Regions from separate parts of the Gasterosteus aculeatus genome. Here region 1 is linked to region 2. Evidence: chromatin contacts called from public Hi-C data. All regions are on one chromosome and are shown on one strand. Each heading gives the region's core, a stretch centred on a gene start, on an enhancer-like site or on the middle of the called end of the contact. The rest is flanking DNA. Distances are from core to core; before and after follow the strand shown.

Region 1 (7,479 bases), core at 123-2,622, 530 kb before region 2:
TGTGTAATTTCCCTTTCATTTACGGTTATATTTTGAGCTTTGACACGCCATATTCTTTTGTTCCAAAATTTTTTTTGAGTCTATTGCTTTTTCTTTTCTTCAACTATGGAAATAATTCATCAATATCCACCACAAGAATTTCCTTCCGGATCACTAAATGTGTATCTTACATTATGCAAGACTTTAAATAAACATGTTCAAATAAAAAAATACCTTTAATTTCTAGCCATGGAACAAACGACATGTCTTTCAAACTTCACATCTTATAGAATCTATTTGCACATATTTTACTCCGCTTTATGGAGAGAAATATGGGCAAACTGACTCACATTGCCTTGAGGTTCAGCACTAGTGTGATTAAGGTATATTAATACTCACTCATCAATAAGTTGTCCCAGTAAAAGATGCACCCCTTTATCAGATTTGGCAATGTCCCCTGCTCTACTTTCAACATGGATCCAATCCACATTGATAATCTGAAAAGAAGGAGGGTACAGACCGAATTCTTTAAAAACCTTTAATATCACATTTTGAGAGAACATGTGTATATTCCTATCTATAGCTATATGATAGGAATATACACACGGGGCTCAAAGCAACTCTAAAACACACCTGCTGGAGATCCACGACGTTGATTCGGCCTGTGAAAGAGAACAACAGGCTGTATTCATTGTTATCTACAATTTACTATTATCTAGTTATTTCTCACAATTTCTGGAAGATGTGTTCCATTCAACTTTGAATGTGATGCTGACCTCCGTGCACGTAGAGTTCATCCCGGATCTCCCTGGTGATCTGTGCTGGAGTGATGTACTCCTTCCCATCAAGCGTGTGCACCACATCCAGCTTCTTGTCTTGGACCAGTTTCCCAATGATTTCAATGCAGTTCCTCTCCGATAGCCTGAAGAAAAGAGGTTCACGTTACTAAATTGTCACTAAGGCGGCTTCGCCCTCAAATTACAGACAATTGTGTTGGTTGTATTGTTGTTGTCATCGACAGGTGTAAAAAGAGAGGCGACAACTAGCTGGCTTAGCGGAGTTACTTCTAAAGGAAAGTTGCTAGCTCATATTAGCTTTGCTGCTAACAGCTGCTTAGGGCGAAAACTGCTCGTACCTTTGCACCGTGTCCGCAAACTGTGCTCTTTGGAAATCAGCAGCGAGTCTTCGGATTTCTTCCCAGTCAGCCGCCATCCTTAAAAGCTCAAGTGCTTGCGAAAGCAGTCAGCTGTCACTGGGTTTCCTCAACCATCCACAATCAGGGAGCAAGTTCCAGCTAACTGGCTAACGAGACAGCGCTCTGCTTAGCCACACGTCAACATTTACAGTGACGTATGACGGAGAGCCAAAAGGACCAAATCTCATCCACCCGAATCAAAGCGCGCAGAGCCAATGGTGTCCTATACTGTACTGCCACTCTGGGCACACAGATGCCGTTGAAACGAAGGAGTCCTTTCGAGGATCCAAGTACCCCAATGGGATGGGGCAGGTAGACGGAAGCAAGCGAGCAATTCAGGGCAGTGCTGATTTTTTTTTAATCCACATTTCAGCAACAAACCCTACATTCAGACCTTGTATTTCTATTAACAACATTCAAACAATTGGAGCAGAATATTGGCTGTGAATAAATAAGGAGGACATCGAATTTGAAATATGATACAATGAAAATAGTTGCATAAAAAGCATGTGTATACAAACATACAAGAAAAAATAGGGACTATAGAGTTACCATATTTATAGATATATAAATATATTTATAGAGTTTTTTTTCCGGATCCCATTTTCACCAGCTTCTTTCTGCGGTCAAAACCAATTCCATTTGACATTCCCAGACAGGGAAATATCTGGAAATCCCCTTCTTAAACTTAGCATTCCTGCCTTGCCAACAGAGTGAAACATGATATCAGAGCGAATGGAACTCAAGCTGCAGAGCAGGCCTGCTAACACTAGGGAGCAGTAGACCACAAGCAATTCCATTCCTTCCAGGACGCCTAACTGAAAGTGCTGTGTTGAACAAAGCACTCCATCATACCGGCAAAGACCCGGTAGGAGTGGAATACTGTAATTATATGTCATATGCATACTCACTGCAGGCTTGTATGTAATTAATTGCTAGTTAATTTTTCAAAAAGCACAATCTTGATGAGAAACTGTCCTTCTGTGTCTGCCGAAAGGTACTCACAACCATGGATTCTTTAATAACTTCTTTCAGAGGCCAACCCGTATAACCGTCCTCCATATGTGGTGCGTATATAGTGTGGTTGTAGTCGGATACTGTGTGACATACACACTTTCTATGAGAGTCAAGAAGAAAGAAATCAGCCTCGGGTAGTTTTAGAATGGGGAGAAAAGTTGTAAGTGGATTTGTTCAAACTTTAGGATATATTATGTGATCCTCTGCCTTCAAGCTCAGGTTTGAATGACCACTCAAGGTAAAGGAATATTATAAGATTAAAGTAACTCGTGGGAGGGGGGGTTTTGCTGGTTTCAAGGGAGAATGTGGGTGGGATACGCAGCGTTTCTGGAAGTGGAAAAAATGGAATATAGGAAGGTCCCGGCCCGACCCGTTTGACTAGTAGATTTTTATTATGTTTAAAAAACATAAACCTGGTCGGGTGGCGGCGTAAGGCTGGACGCACCTAAGTCAGATAGGATGGATGAATGTTTTACATTAAACATCTTGTTGTTTGTGGCTGTGTGGAAGTAAGCGTCCGTGTTTCGATGGCTACCAATGATGCCAGCACGATAGGACTGAATATGAGATTTGTTGTACATTAATATAAAAGTAAACAATGAAATCTACCACCACACGAAAAATATACACTTTTCTAGTCTGCTGCAGTTCTCTGAAGCAGCTGAGAGGGAAATTATTTTCCTTTATGACAGAAATGGAATTAATCTTTTATTAGCTTTATTACGTTTTACACTCTGCAATTCTAACATGAGGATGGTGGGGATTGCTGATGTTTACCTTTATCACTGACAAAAGTTATGAACAATTTAAAATAGAACTGCTCAGGGATTAGTCATGTATATGACAGATCAGCCACTTTTAATTAGGTTTCATGTTTTTTATCAACTGTTAGTGTTTTGTAAATGTTTTCCTGTTGTTGTGTGTTTGTTTAAAGGGCAATCCAAGGAAATGCATTGTTAAACTTGTTCAACCTCTGTGTTTCTGAATAATGTATATAGAATATATATATATATATATATATATATATATATATATATATATATATATATATATATATATATATATATATGAATTTCAACAATTGTGGGGCAGAACATTTTAAATCAATTAGCAATGAAAATATTTCAAATGTAAACATATTTTCTTAATAATCTTACCAATATTCAGCATAAAATGGAAATGATAAGAAACCGTTCCTCAAAATTGTACTTGATTAAATGAAGATTTATATTTCAGAGTACCGTTTCTCGTCTGACTCAAAGGGACATTTTTCCGCTCAACCCTTACATGCAGGAATAGTATTTTTATATTTTTATATTTAAAAATATTTAAAAATATTTTTATATTTATTACCAGCAGTGCTTCAGTACAATTACATTCACTGAAGAAATACCTCCAGTTCTACACGCTTATTTTAGTCCTCCTGACTCTGTGATTTAGTGAAGAAACTGCTGATTTCTGTATTGAGTATTCACACGGAAAGTATGCAGAGTTATGTACAAATATGACTTTGACTCTCTTTCTGTCATCCTACCCTGTGAACCTTACTTTATTCTCTGTCATGCTGGCTTTGCAGCAGTGTAAGCAGAGGGCTCCCTTAAACAGACTTGAGTCAGATTGGATTTATACACACACCCAATAACAGATGCTGCATGGTTTATGTTGCTGTGTGATGGCGGGGGAATCTTGAATGATGTCATTCATAGAGTCTCAATGCTCCATCCCTGACACAGACTATGAGATAGTGGGGAGAAGCAACTTTAACAGCCTGTTTACACCACAGTGCTGTCAGCAACTCTGGTCTCTAAGACTCTTTATTACATCTTAGTCTAAAGTAGCTTCATAACACGTTAATTGAGTCATCCAAAGCTTTGATATTGAGAATGATGAAAAATGATTTTTTTATATTGCCCGTCTCCTCAGTCTAATTTCAAACTTCAAAGCTTCCCCGATAAAAATGTAGGTCATATTTCCTCAGTGAATAAGAACTAAGGATTGCTTCTTTGAATTGTTATCAAGTCGTCGGTAAGTAAACACAATTGTTCCAGTAGCGGTGAAAATCTCTCTCCTGCGACTTCAAACAGCCAAACTTATGATGCTGTTCACTGTGGGCAAAAATTTGCTTTGTATACAGATATCAATGAACAACATGTACGATGTTTGTTAATAATTATCCTTTTTGTTTTATTAAACGCATGAGAAATGTGTTAGATTCAAAAAGTTTATAAGCCAAAAGGAAGTCAGGCTACCTTTAAAATGCCCACGTTATAACAACATGGATACAATACATGTATACATGGAGCAGTAATCAGAATTCTACAGACTATGATCTCAATTATGCGTGTGTGTGATGCATCAAAAACAAACAGAATGCTGAAAAAACACTTCACAATACATTTTTGATGAGGGTTAGGGTTATCCTCCCTGCAGGTTGTCCCTGCCTAAAGAAATCCAATAAACCCAGTTTGCATATCCTGCCTAGCACCAAAAGGCCGAAAGAACAATTAGCAAATTCTCTGAGCATTATAGGCCCATAGCATTTAGCAACAGGGAAACATTTTTTGGTCAGTAGCTGGTGGAGACAAATCACAGCTCAAACGAGAATGGATATTGGATTTACTGTCAAGCGGGCAGAAACTCAACCAAATGAATTTGAACGTTGCTCCGTGTCTGTTGGGTAGAAACATGTTTTCAGGTTCAGGTTATTAGGTGATAATACGTTTGTGTTTATAACTTTTTTGCGTCCTGTCCTCAAGTGGTGCAACATCAAACTACAGTATTAGAAGTGACATATTAATTCTGATTAATCTTATTTTTGTATCACCTCCAATGGATTTTATTGGTACTACAGTAGGCGCACAATGAGCCAACATGTAACCAGAAAGGCTGCAAGCTTTGGTGGATATTCATAACGGAGAGTTTGGTCTGTTGTCGTTTATGAACTTCTGAAAGTTCAGCAACAAAATCTGACTCAATCTCGGCACCATCTACTGAAAATCTCCTGAAAATAGAACTGGACTAGCACGAGGCCTCATACTGACACAGGGCAGCTGCAGGTGGATTCTGCCTTCCCGGTGGTGATGACATCTCATCTCTCTCTGATTCCTCGAGGTGGAGGTGGGTGGTGCCAGCTAACAGTGATTATAGCGGATGGTGGTGGTGGCCACATGTAGGTAGAACTTGTTCATTCAGTCTATTGCAGAACGCACACAAAACCGTATTCATTTCACCATCAAGTGGAAAACACATTTCGAAGCAATTTAGTGAGTGTTTTAGTCTCTGTTTCAAGAAAGACTGAGCTCTTATGCAAGTTAAATTTAGGCCCTTTCATATACCCACTTCAAAAGAACGCAGTGCAAAATGTTTGCTGCCCCACGGCTAAGAGCTCCAGTTCAGGGTTTGAAAAAAAAAAAAAGCTGCTGAGTGCCTTTAGCCCTCGGCTAATTTCACTGATTGCAATATAAAAAGGTGTGCTAAGGTCAGAGCACATTCAAAGAGAGCTATTTCAACAGAGACATTTTGTTGAATACTTAGCTAATCTAACAGTATTTCAGTCTGTGCAGAGAAGCCGCCGGATCAGGCGAAGCTGGCAAGAGAAGCAGCGAGTGGGAGAGAGGCAGGCCGACTCTGCGAGAGAGGGAAAGAGAGAGAATGCGTCAGCTGTCCAAGAGGTTATGGTCGTATGCGCTGCTGCCAAGTGTAATGAGGGTGCTGCACAATGACCAATCCACAGACACAAGCAGGCTTCCCCTAATTTCACTAAACTTTCTCTTTCTGTTTGGGAGCCCTTTGGGAACTTATAACACCAAGCTCAAGTGATTCTTAAAAAGGATCATTTCATTCTCACAAAGAAACAGCTTTCAGTCATCATAGCAGGGAGCGGCTGATGTCCTCCCAGCGGAAACAATATATCACAAGTTTTGAGGTCAGGATAACATTTCCGGGGGGATATTGTGTTGCGACCTGCTGAATTTTTTGGTGTTGCTCCGGCTCGGCACAAGACTCTGAAGACACATTGGATAGGTTGGAATTTAATTTTTATCCTTTCCTCCTTGAACAATGTGGAAATATGCTATTTCATCTGAAGTTATCCAGATTTCAGAACATTATTTTATTCCTCCTGTCGCTATTTTACACTACATTATCCAAGAAAAAGGGAGAAAAGGAAACATGCGGGAAGAAAAGTTAAGGCATAGAGGGAGAAAAGAAGGACAGGGCCACTGAAATTGAGGGAAAAGAAAAGAGTAAGAAGGAAAGGAAAAGAGTAAGGAGAGGTGTTAAGATGTATTTTGCCATTTCAGTCGTAGTTCATGAGAGGATGAGTCAATCATTCTCCATTGGCAAGGTCTATGTCCCGTGTCCTTGGGCTCCAGATTGCATGGATCTGTCATACTGGGCAAGAGACAAACTCCATCAGCAGATGTCATGGTACTGTGGTGGGTAAGGGACCTTGACATATTGCTCTGTTGCACCTACAGCCCACATGAAGGTGAGCCAAAATCCCATTGAGACTTTTGTGGGAAGAAAGTCGGAAAAGGAGCGAGCAGATTGTCTGAACACTCCACTGCAAAAGGTACGGCGAAGAACTACCCAAGGAAAAAGTATTGTGACCACCAGCTTGGAATATTACATCAAATAGCAATGAAAATCTAGTTTTGGGGCCAAATGTCAAGAGGATTCAACAAAGACATTCAAATAAATATAAACACCTGGTGTGCTCCCAGATTGCTTATGATTGCAACATCCATTGAGTTGTTAATTATATGTGTCCAGGGATCACAGGTGTTGAACTTGCTAATAAAAAAGAGTTGTTGTACAATGAAATACTGACTGACTAGAAGTGGATGCATGTGACACACACATTATTGTTTCTGCATAGTCCCCTTATTCCATCTCATCAGCGTTCTGGCTGACTGCATGAAAATGGATGACAACCCTTGTAAAGGGATTGAACTCAACCCCCTTGGGTGGCTGACTACAGATTAGGTAATACAACCACCGCAGCTTTACACTGAAGCGGATGAGACATGAGCCAGTAAAATGTGAGAACAAAGAGGAAGTCCTTACTTTTGGAATACCTTTGGCTTTTTTACATGCTCCGCTTAGTAGTTTGCCATGAAAAGTGTTTGTTAGCTGCCGAACAACACTTCTATGAAACGACAACTTCCTCTGTGCCACTTTCTACAATGTGTATATTCTTTGGTGAAAGGTTCGAAGGTTACGCGTCCGCCTGTCGTTTGCCAGCACGACCCTTCCCCATGAAGCTGCTCTGCTGATCCTGGTGGGCT
Region 2 (7,368 bases), core at 1,620-4,119:
GTGGACAGGGGTATCCATAACGCCAACATGGAGCACTTAAAAGCCGTAAACACAAGACAAATGTTCATCAGCTGCACGACTGAGTCGTAATCAATCATACGACTTATAGTGGAGGAAACAGATTATTTCCAGTGCAGGAGAGTGCTGATGCCGACATAACAATATAAATGAATGCATTCTAATTGTGAGAAATCCTCATGTATAATGGGGGAGACAAATACTGCTCTTATATAAGTGGAGAAAAGGAGGGAGGGAGGCGTGATCGATCACTATCGGATACATCCGTTGGAAGTGCAATAGCGGCACCCTGTGGCCGCGGGAACACATAACACGCTCGGTCCTCCTGCACGGGAAGTTAGAGAGTTTAGAGAAATGTTTGATATAAGGAAAAAAATATGTTTTAGCTAAGACGTGACTGTAAAGAGATCTTGAGCAGCGTTTTCAATTTCAGAGATAGATAGCCCCTTGGTTTTCCTTCTTTAGGCGTGACAGGAGGGAGCAGGCCAACGTCACGTAGAAGTGTGATTTGTCAATCAGCATTGATGTGACGGCTTTTTTGATTGTGATTCGTATAATTGTATGAAAAATCCTTCCAAAATACCACATTAAGACACCAAGACACTGGGTGACATTGTAAAAAAACATGCACAGCTTCGGTAACAAACACTTCTGAAATTTGAGGGTTAACCCGAAGGATTGCTTATTTTGGTGATTGGATCAATAGCACCTCTGTTCTGGAAACTTCTCAGAAACTCAAAAAGCCATAGATTCTCTGAATGCCCCAGGTCTCCAGTTTGTGGTTGTGGAGTTGCATGACGCTGTGGTTATCCTAAAGGTCACAAGAGATCATATTAAACAGTTTTTTTTTAACATCATCACAATGAATACAACTGGGCTCAGTGGATCCACTAGAGTGTCAGATTTCAAGTCATACCCAATTTATTTAATTGATGCAGAAATATTTAAACCTTAGAAAGAGATTTTTTTTAGAATAAAAAAGTATACAGGCTTTTCTATGAGGACAGCCATTCACATATGGCAAGGTGAGAGGTCAATAGCTTCCGTAGAGGTAATGACTTCCTTAGTAGCCGATCCAGCCGCATCGGGGATCATCCCGATCTATGTCATTAGAAATAGAAAGACATACGTATTCTGCTCATCAAAGGCTTTTCCAAAGACTTCTATTCAGCTGTAACACGGCATCTTGAAAACCGGCTTATATATAAAATTGTGTCACGGTCTGCCTGAATGCATTGTGCAGCCCAGCTAACGACTGTATTTAGTCCTCTCGTGAAACTCCATCTGGTGAATGTTACTTTGCTACTGTGGGATTTGTTCGTGTTGCCCAAACTAGTCACGCTTCACCTGTCCAAAGGATGGAGAGCGCTCCATCAGGTCTGGCTCCTCCAAGATTTTAGGGAGCTCCGAGTTGACTTCCTGTCGGCCGAAGGTCTGAACCATATGCCGCCGTAGTCCCTGGAAAAACTTCCAGGTGAGAGGGTTTTAATCACCTTTGAAATGAGTGATTAGAATCATTATTTCAGGGCAGAGGGATGGTTCTTGCTATTAACAGCCCTCTGTTCAATATCACAACAAATTAGTTTGTGCTCATTAGTATGAGTTGTGCTTGCCTAGTGGTTTGGAAAGCCTCCATCGGGAACGTACGTTATTACTCCCAGTGAGTGGGGCATGTAATTAGCATTCGTCAAGTGCTGTGTTGATGTAAGTCCCTCTTCATAAAATGTAATTTTGCTGTTACATAAGTGTTATTTGCCTGAACAGGGAGGATCTCGCTTGCGAGGCTAAATTGTTACATCAATGGTCGCCGGAGCTTCCTCTTGATTTCAAAGAAGGACTGGCAGAAATGCTGTGAACCAACAAGGTTGTGTCATATGGGAAAGTCAAGTTTATTAGCTTTTGAATATTTAACACGCAACAAATATAGATGAATTCTACGATCGCTACAGTACGATAGAATAAAATAAATCTTGGAACATAAGGAAAAGAGGTCCCAAATGAACAGAAATGTTCACCAATCAATAGAAACACAACATACAACCACTTGAAGACAATCAAACAAGTGGAAAAGCAGTATTCAGATATTTGAGTGGTGACATTATCAACATTAAAAGTAGTCATTAGGCAACAGCAAAGCCTCTGTTGTAGTGTAGAAGGCATTATCATTCAAGCATTGACATGTAAGCAGCATTTAAAGGAAATATTCGATCTCCTTACATTGTTGATGATGTTGTTACTATGGCTTTGTTGCGTTGATGCCAATGCAGCTAGGGGACCCAGGGGATCATAACTGAGCCAAAAACCGACCATTATTATTATGTAAATTATAGTAGAATAAATCTGATTGAATCAATACTTGTCTCTACTTTTGTCTTCTGTTCTTATCTTCTATTGTTTTTTTTTTAACTTGGCTCTTTTAATTTGGCTTCGATGTTGAAAGATGTACTAACTAAACTCATTCATTGGATTTGCTGGAGTGAAAGTTAATTTGTGGCCTTGGAAACAGCAGTTTAACAGTTACATGTTTTTTACAGCAGCAGGTGCAAGCCGATATAGTTTAAATAAGCAGAATAACTAGAACTAGAATTATGCATGTTCTGTGAAAGATATTGTTTATCTTTTATTGTAGCAGCATTACAGTGTTGGAATATAATTAAACCCATGTAATGTTACAGCGGGCAGTACTTTCATTTTTGCCCCACTACATTTTACAGTCAAAATTACACTTCGAATTTCGGTTTTCATACCAAACAAATGGTTACCTTGAAGATTTTTTTTGCCTTAACTATCAGTGGTATATACACTTTCTGAAAATAGCTCTAGCAGAAAGGGTTCCACTATTAAATGGAGCATCAGTGTGCAGGGGACACAATTGCAATGCGCACACACTTCCTGATGGAGCTGCTCCTGCGAAGAATAAAAATACACTCCTAGCAAGCCAGCTAGACGAGTTGAGAAAAAGTTATGTCTGGCTGTGTAGTGGATAGAGAAAGACTATTCTTTAAAATGGACGATATTCCTCGGTTTCCTGTACATTAATAGCAGAAAATATCCCCATGCACAGAGAGCCACCGGCACTGGCGACAAGACAACTGCGAAGGGTTGGATTGTTTAAGCTAATTACGCTAAGTCCCGGTAGCTAGCGTTAGCAGCCAGGCTAGCCAGCTAACGCAAACCTGCTAGCTAGTATACTTTAGGCCTTACGTATCTTGTTTTTACTCGCAACTGTTGTATGGTACTCTTAAAATAACCTCAGCCCGGTTCTATATACATGTTACAGGCCCGTATTGCTTATGCCAAAAGCTACTTGTACATTGCAGTGATAGTTTCCATTGGGCAGCTAGCTCATTGCTAATTAAGCTACGCGGCTAGCCAGTTTGTCGGCTGATCATTAAGCCATTCAATGTTGTCTTGACAGGATTTGTTACCAGCCACGCTGTTCCCCTTTTAAAGTACACGCAGCTAGCTGTAACGTCGCTTAAGCTATTACTTAACGTTAGCCATGTCCCTGGTCAGCAACAAGTTAGTTTAAAATTGTGCCTCTGATTGCAAGCTAATTGTCTCGAGGCTATTATTGACATCCTTTTGCCCAATATTATTGTGAATAGACCTTAACGAGTGTGTTCTTGTCTGCTATTTGCTCTCTATTCAGTAAGCTACTAGCTGACGTTAGCTAGTAATGTCTCTAACGTTACCATCTGCCGACATACTTGAAACACCTCCTGGGTATCCGTTTGAAGAAATCAACTATGAGGATATTGAAGTCGAGGAGGTATGTTGTGGCACCGACTTAAGACCTCACGCTAATACTTTTCATGGATGTCCAGAAGACAAGACGGTGCTGACGGCTTCAGGAGTAACGTTTCACTTTCTGATGAAACTGTCCCATTTTCAGGTGGTGGGGAGAGGAGCTTTCGGGGTTGTTTGCAAAGCCAAATGGAAAGGCAACGATGTTGCAATCAAGACCATTGAGAGTGAATCCGAGAGGAAAGCCTTTATTGTCGAGGTATTGTTGTGATTGTCAATACCTTTTGTGGGACAGAAATGACATCCTGGGTGATGACGTTACATATTTTTTTACTTACTACGTAAATAGCGTGCATGCAGATGACGTTTCCTCTTTGTCTCCAGCTCCGGCAGCTTTCACGAGTGAATCACCCCAACATTGTAAAGTTGTACGGCTCGTGCAATAACCCAGTAAGTTTAGCTGTGATTGACCAATCACACGTCACGCGGCCACATTGATGATTCATCTCTCCTGTAATGGCATGTCCCAGTATAATGTATCTCTATCGTCTGCCCGGTCAAGCATCTGATGATTTTCTCTTCCCTCTCAGGTCTGCCTTGTGATGGAATACGCTGAAGGCGGGTCGTTGTACAATGGTGAGTCTCGATGCACACTACAGAGCGACACTACTCTACTTCAGAGGTCCTTATTTCGCTTGTTAGTGGTGAAACAAACACAGCCTTGCACAGACATGAGAAGCAGCCCTGTCCAGTTGACTCTCCCACTGTTTGCACGTTCCTTTGTCCCAATTCCTTGATAAACTAGTCGTTGCTCAGTAAAATGCAGCGCACCCTTGTTCCTCAGTGCAGTTAATATCCAAATGCTTCTGGGGAGTAGTGAGATATAACAAACGACAATATGCAATATTTTAATGTTATAATGTCTCATTAGCGATCCATGTAGGTCTGCCAAGTTCAGCATCATAGAATTTGTGTGCAAAGGGCCCCGTAACGTTTAACTCCTTCACAATCTGGATATCCGGTTGGTTTGTTTACAACCTTGACGGCGCCAGCCTTCTCGTGTTTCTTGCCAGGACGAACCTTGATGTACTTAAGTGAGGACAGATTGATTGAAAGGATGAACAAAACCACAGAAAAACCTGGAATAGATACCCTTGGAGGTTCATAAATGCTGTTAAAGGTGTCATTTTTATCGAATTAATGGACACCTACACGTTTCATGTGCATGCAGCCCTTTAATCTGCTTTGCCAAGACGTCATTGGTTAGACCAGCTTTTATTCCATAAACGTTCAGATTGGGAGACAGCATTTTTTTTCCCAGGATGAGAGTCCCACAGCACTCAGTGCTGCACTATACACTTTTCAATTACCTTTCCTCCCTAGTTACTGACTCTCCTGTCAAAGTTACTCCCGGAAGGCATGGACCTACAGCTTTAAGTTTAAGAAAGCGCTGCCAGAGATGTTCAGCCCTGTGTGTTTATCGCCTTTGCCCCTTTGGCTCTCAGGAACCTTTTGGGAAGAGATTGTGCTTTGGCTGCTGCAACCAGATATGAAGTTCTGGGGACATTTTAGCCACTCCAAAGGCTCCGGAATGGGAACACTCAGGGAGGGGTTTGCAGAGAGGACTCTTGCTGATTGATCATTTTGAAAAAATAGACAAACAATACAAGAGAGATTGCGAGGGAGCGGTAGAAGAGAGACTGCTGTGAATCTGAGAAAATATTATTTTGATCTTTTCTAAAACGGCAGAAAGTGTCTTTCTGAGACAAAATGTTGGTCCCAACCTATTGTGTGTTGTTGAGTGTTTTTGCGTGAGAGTCTGTGTGTGTGTGTGTGTGTGTGTGTGAGAGAGACAGTGTTGTGAAGCACTGCTCTCCGCCTGGTTCCCTTCGTAGGTTTAATGTCTGTGGTGGTGGTTGTGACTGTGCTCTCTTGTCCACAGTGCTGCATGGTGCTGAACCCCTCCCCTATTACACTGCTTCCCATGCCATGAGCTGGTGTTTTCAGTGTTCCCAGGGCGTCGCCTACCTCCATGGCATGAAACCAAAGGCTCTCATTCACAGGGACCTCAAGCCACCCAAGTATGCTCCTCCTCGCCTCACTCTCTCGTCGCCTGTTGGGCTCATAGTGCCAGCAGAGTATCCAGTGGTTTCCCCTTTTAATGTGCATGTCACACAACAAATATTACATTTTAAAATTGATGTTGTTATTGTGAACCAGCAGTGTACATGTTTTTCAACACTGTTACAAGCCGCTCAGAAATGTCCCTTGTTGGTATGCAGGCTCTTTATGTCTTTAAGTATTGGGTTATTTAGTCTGTACAGGTGTTGTCATGTGTTTAGAGGTCAAGAGATTCTTGGGGGGGGGGGGGATTCAACTCTGAACCCAATTTTACTAACAGGTTTTACTAAAATATGAGGCTTTCACGGCTTTTCATAAAAACAAACAAAAAACATGAAACAATAATGGACCATTTCCATTCAAATCTAATTTGAAAAAAAGAGAAATTCTCAAGTAGGCTATTTTGAAGGGCTTTAATCTGAGTGAAGCCTCAAAGTGGCCTGTTAATAACCTGAAGGGAAATTATGGACTATGGACCATTATTTTTTTTGAATCTGAAATTGACTCGTGAATGTGATTTTGAAAAAAGCTCTCAAAGGACATTTTGATAGGCTATGATTTCAATTTAATATTTTTATATTTTTACTTAAAGTGTGTCTTTCTGTTAAAATAATCCTTTTGTTGATCTCCTGCTGTCTTTTTTAAAATTATTTTATTCTTCATGGAGTCTAATGGTGCATATTTCTTACTTTTCTTGTTGTTCCAGTCTGCTTCTAGTGGCAGGCGGCACTGTGCTGAAAATATGTGACTTTGGGACAGCATGTGACATTCAGACCCACATGACTAACAACAAAGGAAGTGCAGCATGGATGGCCCCAGAGGTATTTGAAGGCAAGTATGAGTGGCATTTCAAGTAGTTGAAGAGCGGTTCGGATAGCCGCTCTGTTAGTAGTTTAATTTGTACCCAGTTACTGCGGGATACGATGGGGGAAAATATTGTATAACGCTATCATGACGTGATCTCTGTAAAATTTTGACGAGAGACCTGACCTGGTTCTTACTTGATTTATTTTCACTAATTTTCACTATTTAAATACGACATCATTTTAATGAAAACAACCACTATACATGACAATGGCAAAGTATTTAATCTTTTTTTTTTTAGATTTCACTGACGTTGAGACACGTTATTAGTCTGGCAAAAAAAAAAAGTTTGGAGCTTTTCCTCCACATTGTTTTTCTCCACCAAATGATTCATCAGCAATCCATAAAGAATGTGATCACTAAGGGGAACCAATTTATAGATGAAAGCTCATGAATGCACCCACCTGTGGTTACTCACGTTTCACCTGAATGCCAGCTCGGCGCTTTTAGCGCGGTGGCACTAGTCCTTGATCCATCATCTGCACTCTGACTGCAGCTTTATGGATGGCAGTCTCCCAAGCACGGCGAGAAGATGAACGGTGCGATGCTGGTGGATTTTTTTCCCTTGGGGGGGGCGACGGTGTACAATGTGTGTTCTCGTTCAGCCGTGAGGAGGAA

The links. Hi-C and Micro-C count contacts between places; a contact is called where the count stands out from the background.
Region 1: a contact with region 2 is called in a Hi-C map of skeletal muscle, with 5 times the contacts expected there. The contact joins the promoter of ufl1 here to the promoter of map3k7 in region 2. A contact is called at or near these places in 2 of 6 Hi-C or Micro-C datasets (skeletal muscle and whole body).

The regions. Positions count from the first base shown.
Region 1 is chr18:4,155,541-4,163,019 of fGasAcu3.hap1.1, reverse strand. ufl1 (UFM1-specific ligase 1) reads right to left here and starts at 1,372. Exons shown (of 19, transcript XM_040160928.2): 1 at 1,115-1,372; 2 at 756-901; 3 at 613-641; 4 at 379-476. The coding sequence starts at 1,191.
Region 2 is chr18:3,622,940-3,630,307 of fGasAcu3.hap1.1, reverse strand. map3k7 (mitogen-activated protein kinase kinase kinase 7) reads left to right here and starts at 2,869. Exons shown (of 17, transcript XM_040160655.2): 1 at 2,869-3,119; 2 at 3,671-3,790; 3 at 3,914-4,024; 4 at 4,150-4,215; 5 at 4,356-4,401; 6 at 5,708-5,846; 7 at 6,593-6,717. The coding sequence starts at 3,698.